Regions from separate parts of the Zea mays genome. Here region 1 is linked to region 2. A link is a contact called in public Hi-C data. All regions are on one chromosome and are shown on one strand. Each heading gives the region's core, a stretch centred on a gene start, on an enhancer-like site or on the middle of the called end of the contact. The rest is flanking DNA. Distances are from core to core; before and after follow the strand shown.

Region 1 (2,804 bases), core at 280-2,779, 160 kb after region 2:
ATAAGAAAAGCAGCATGGATGCACCATCTGTTATTTATATTTATTGATTTAAGAGTGTTCTCTAAAAGCAGCAGGTATGCCCCAGTTGTTATTCATTAAATTTGTTTCAGTGAGTGTTAGTTACCTTTGGATACTGTACTGTGCGTCATCAATTTATAGGATGTTTTGATTTTTTTTGGATACACAAACTTCTATCATTATGCATCTAATTTGTGGCCGATTTTGATTTTGTAGTCCTTCCTCTGTTTCAATTTATTGGATGTTTTGAGTTTTTTTTTATACATAAATTTTTATTGTTATGTATCCAATTTATGGATGGTTTTAGACATATAACGTTTATTATGTATCTAGTAAAAATGGCGATCTGTAATTTAGAAGAGGGTGGTAAAAACAGTTGGGCGTTTAAACTCGTTCTGTACATTTACGTGAGTGTGGTGCTGTTCGGGATTGAACTTAGGGTGCCAGGAGAAGTAAAAGTGACCACTTAGCAGCTAAAATTTAATATTATATATGTATATGCTATTTGTTATACTAGATGATAATCACTCATCCTAAAATAACTTTAAAAAGTGTATGTAACTTAAAATCACTGTGCTTGTATTGTATGGAGGCAAAACATGTATGGTTTCAGTATGTATGTAACAAAAGGAAGGATCAGGATTCAGAAAGCGTACAGACATACAGTCAGCAAGGTGCACCAAAGGGGTTTTGGCCTGACCCAGCAGCAAGAGCGGTGACCACAAGTTGTCGTTTTGACCTAGCTACCTAACATGAAAGAAGCCCAGTGTTGTTTTGAAGTAGGAAGGGGAAGAAAAAAAAGGTGAAAAGCTGCAAGGCAAAGCAGCAATCTCCAGCCAAGGAAAGAGTGAAAGGCATGCCGCAACAATGTAATGGCCAAGGGACGAAAGCAAGCATCATGCATGCATGCATCGGCAGCCAAGGAATTGAAAAGACGACCACGACAGCACGTACAGTTCACACACAGGAACAAATGCATGTACTCTAGTTTATACGGTGGTAACTGGCCTGTTTAGTTTGCTGTCTAAATTGTCACACTTTGACTAATTTTTTTTATCTAAGATTAGTTTTTCAATTCAAACGACAAATCTTAGACAAAGTATATCATAGTTAGCCACGAACTAAACAGACCCTATATTCTTCCAATCACTCATCACAGATTTATTTAACGTACGTACGTACAATACAATGGCGCATGTTGAGCTTGTGTTAACACGTATGTGTTCCGAGGTGTCGTCAACCCCTCTTATCATTTCTCCTCCCTTTTTTCCCCAAGCATTGAGTGGTGCAATAAATACGCGAATCCACTGTAGAAATAAATAAATAAATAAATAAATAAATAAATAGCATACATTGAGTAAGCAGCAAAATAGTAAATAAAATAACACAAACAGTAGGCAATTGGTGGATGTGGATTTGGATCTCTGTTTCACACGGAACGGAATCACAAGACGCGTGCTCCACTCCATCCTCTCTCTATATATGAGCTCCAAAATCCATATCCATGGCACACGCCAACATATATCACCATATCTGTTTGTCTCCCTTCCCTTCCCTTGGATCCATACAGTACGTGTGCGTGCCGTGCCAAGCTTCTCCCTCACCTACCTAAATCCAATCCACTTCCTTTCTTTCATCTGCATGCACACTTCCTCTCTCTCTCTCTCTCTCTCTCTCTCTCTCTCTCTCTCTCTCTCTCTCTCCTTCCTGGGAGCCGTGTTAATTGCTCTCTTGTTGTGGAGCAGCAGGAGCCGAGGAGGACGGCGGCGGCGGCGGCGAGAAGAGATGGCCGACGGCAGCAGCAACTCATCGGCGTCGGTGGCCATGGGACAGGAGGTGCAGGTACCTGCTCTGCTCTGCTCTACTTACTCCCCTGCCAAGCCATGGTGCCCCTCTGAATTCATCACGCACTGCACTTGCTTGCTGAAATGGATCGATCGAGATAGTCGTTTGTTCTTTGTTGCGATCAGTCGTACCCTTTTATTTACGGCTGATCCGTTCTTCTGATCCACCACGCGTCTCCAGTTTTCTATATGCTTCATGACTTTCTCGGCCTGCCTGAATTTTTTCTCGCTGCTGCTGCTGCTGCTGCTTTGCGTGCTGGAGCAGGATGCAATGTGGATCATCTAAGGCTGGTATCTGAACATCTCAGGCAGTGATAACCGTGCTATCTGATTAAGTAATTCAAAGTAAAAAAGAAAAAAAAACAGTCTGGCTGTTCTGTTCCAACTTCCACCAGGAGAGTGTGCCCTGCTGAATAATCGCTGAACCTTTTGTTGTTGCTGCTGCTGGGAAAGTAATCGCTGGAATGAACCAAAAGACGAAAATGACGTGAACAAACTCTAGACACAAGCTTGGAATCTCACGTCTCTTGGGGTCCATCTGCATGGACCTTGCAGAAGCAGTGAACAGCATTTCCCAGCCCTCAATCATTCGTCTTCATCCCTGTCCCTGTCAGCGACAGCTTCGTTAAGGGATGGCCGCCGCCGGTTCATCAGCAGCACGTTTCACATGCCCTAGGAGCTAGTTTCTGTTTCTTCTTGGCGAAATAGAGTAGAGTAGAGTAGCCACGAAACATGCACCCACCCTGCCTGTTTGTGTTAGTTGCGTTGTTGGGTCATGCACTGTGTCTTGTTGCCTCCATGATAAGGCAGCCTCGCGTCAAGAAAGTAGAAACAAGGTGTAATACATTAAGGATTCCATATGAATGTACTTTACTGCACTGCACATAACGCTTGATAGTGATGATAATGTACTTTGAGCTGCATGCAGGCTTTCGTTGAGAA
Region 2 (2,700 bases), core at 195-2,694:
TCCTCCAAAGCCACCACCCGCACCTCCGCCGAAACCACCTCCCTTGCCACCGCCAAAACCACCACCTTTGCCTCCTCCGAACCCACCACCGGCGCCTCCGCCAAAACCACCTCCCTTGCCACCACCAAAACCGCCACCTTTGCCTCCTCCGAACCCACCACCGGCACCACCACCTGCGCCCCCGCCCCCGCCAATCCCACCACCAAAGCCTCCGCCTTTGCCTCCTCCAAACCCACCACCGACACCACTGCCTGCACCACCACCGAGACCACCGCCAGCTCCAGCACCACCGCCAGCACCGCCTCCCGCACCTCCACCAACACCTCCTCCTGCGCCACCACCAAACCCGCCACCGGCACCACCGCCTAGTCCACCTCCTCCACCAGCACCTCCTCCAAGACCACTGCCAGCTCCAGCACCACCGCCAGCACCGTCACCAAGGCCACCACCTCCACCAACACCTCCTCCTGCGCCACCACCAAACCCGCCACCGGCACCACCGCCTAGTCCACCTCCTCCACCGGCACCTACTCCAAGACCACCGCCTTCGCCTGCACCACCTCCACCACCGAGGCCACCACCTCCACCAAGACCACCACCTTTCCCACCTCCAAAGCCACCTCCTCCACCGGCACCAAGGCCGCCGCCCCCACCTGCACCACCGCCAAGTCCACCTCCACCGCCGAGGCCACCCCCTCCACCAAGGCCACCACCTTTCCCACCTCCAAGGTCGCCGCCTCCACCGGCACCCCCTCCAAGACCACCGCCTACGCCTGCACCACCTCCACTGCCAAGGCCACCACCTCCGCCAAGTCCACCACCTTTCCCACCTCCAAAGCCACCTCCTCCACCTGTACCAAGGCCGCCGCCCCCGCCTACACCCCCTCCAAGACCACCACCTCCACCTGCACCACCACCTTTTCCACCTCCGAAGCCACCTCCAAGGCCACCACCATGACCAGCCCCGCCACCAAAACCACCACCAGCACCGCCGCCTCCCCCAAGGCCTCCTCCTCCACCAAACCCACCTCCAAGACCTCCACCAGCACCACCACCTCCACCAAAACCGCCTCCTCCTCCAAGGCCGCCGCCTTTACCTCCCCCGAATCCAGCCCCGAGGCCACCGCCATGGCCAAGACCCGCACCGAAGCCTCCTCCCTCTCCAGCACCAAAGTCACCGCCGCCGCCCAGCAGGTCGTCCTTCTCTAAGGTGCGCGCCTCGGCGATGCGGCCGGGGGGCACACCGAGCCCGACAATCACGGCCAGCGCCATGAGCGCTGCCGCCCAGACGTGCTTCCCCATCGTCGCTCACACGGTCACACCACACTCTCTGGCTCTGGTCGAGATCGAAGACCAAGCTAAGCTAGCTATGCAGTACCGCAGTAGGCACTGATGCTATCTGCTCTGCGAGACTGGACTGGTAGGTGCTGCAGGACTGCAGGGCGTTTATATAGGAGAGCGAGCGAGCGAGCGCGATGGAAGGAGGGCAGAAGGCGGCTGTGCAGTGGCGGGGCGGATCGGAGTAAATACGATTGGTTGGGACGCTGCGCCTGTGCCTGCGCGGCCCCTGTCCGATCTGTAGTACAGCGAGAGGCTAGCTAGGTGATCGGAGCTAGTGGAGGGGAGAAGCAGCCGCACATGGGCCATTGGGATCACCTTGGACGACGACGGTGCTCGCTGGTCGACGATGGCGGCCACCAGTAAGCATGGCATTTATGAGCACGCGCTCTCGCTGCTCGTCTGCTCAAGCTTGCTCAACCGCCTCCCGCCGCGGTACGTAGGTCAGGTGCCTAGCTACTTGATCGATCTGCCTGTATTGGGTGTAGTACAGTAGTGAACTACGTACTAGTCGATCGTCTTTGCCCTCGACCGTAGCATTGTCGTAAAGTTAATCGATAGAGGGTTGAGGAACCGGATCGAGAAACATGGTACGCTATCCGTTAGAGTTTTTTTACATGTTGGAGTTTTTATATGGTGATAACGAAAATAAGCTCGTGTATCTGAGTCAGAGTCAGGGATGACGTTTCCGGATCAAGAGTCACTACCCGTTTCTTGTGACTATGGATCGTAGCACACCAAATTTACCACACCAAATTTACCTTCAGCAACATCTTCGGCAAAGAGAGGAGCCAACATGTGATGTGGGGCCTGAGATGTCGGTGAGAGAAGAAAAAATACTCCCTCCGTTTCGTTTTATTTGTTGCTGGATAATGCAAAATTGAACTATCCAGCGACAACTAAAAAGAAACAGAGGGAGTATTACTTTTTCTTTCTAGTTTTTAATTGCAAGGGGGTTCAAGCTAGAGTGATATCTCGATTGACGAAAAATTATATACGGAGTATATTGGAAAGGCTGCGCTGAGTCCTGTTTTTTGGCCCTCCAATCGTTTTTCACTTGTTATGTCTCAGAGATGCTCAAGCAAAAGTTTCAATTGGCAGCTTGGCACGTACGTATATGCATTATTCATGTATTGCCCTCCGTGCACCATCCTCACTCTGTCCATAAATAAATATACTTCTAAAAAATTTCTAAGTTACTTTTTTAGACTCTGATCAATTTTTTTTGAAAAAAAATCATCAATTTTTATGGTATCAAATAAGTATCAGTGGATATGTTATAGAATATATTTTTTATAATATACATATTTAATATTATACTGTACAAAAAGAGAGAGTTAAGAGAGAGTGTGACGTCGATCG

The links. Hi-C and Micro-C count contacts between places; a contact is called where the count stands out from the background.
Region 1: a Hi-C map of ear shows a contact between it and region 2, with 2.6 times the contacts expected there. The contact joins the promoter of LOC100281935 here to the promoter of LOC103633591 in region 2. A contact is called at or near these places in 3 of 25 Hi-C or Micro-C datasets (ear, leaf and tassel).

What each region holds. Positions count from the first base shown.
Region 1 is chr7:183,501,352-183,504,155 of Zm-B73-REFERENCE-NAM-5.0, forward strand. LOC100281935 (negatively light-regulated protein) reads left to right here and starts at 1,530. Exons shown (of 7, transcript NM_001154854.2): 1 at 1,530-1,587; 2 at 1,764-1,860; 3 at 2,791-2,804. The coding sequence starts at 1,804. It overlaps LOC732810 (LON2 protein), which reads left to right. Exons shown (of 20, transcript NM_001112425.2): 20 at 1-188.
Region 2 is chr7:183,339,853-183,342,552 of Zm-B73-REFERENCE-NAM-5.0, forward strand. It overlaps LOC103633591 (glycine-rich cell wall structural protein), which reads right to left and starts at 1,445. Exons shown (of 1, transcript XM_008655286.4): 1 at 1-1,445. The coding sequence starts at 1,302.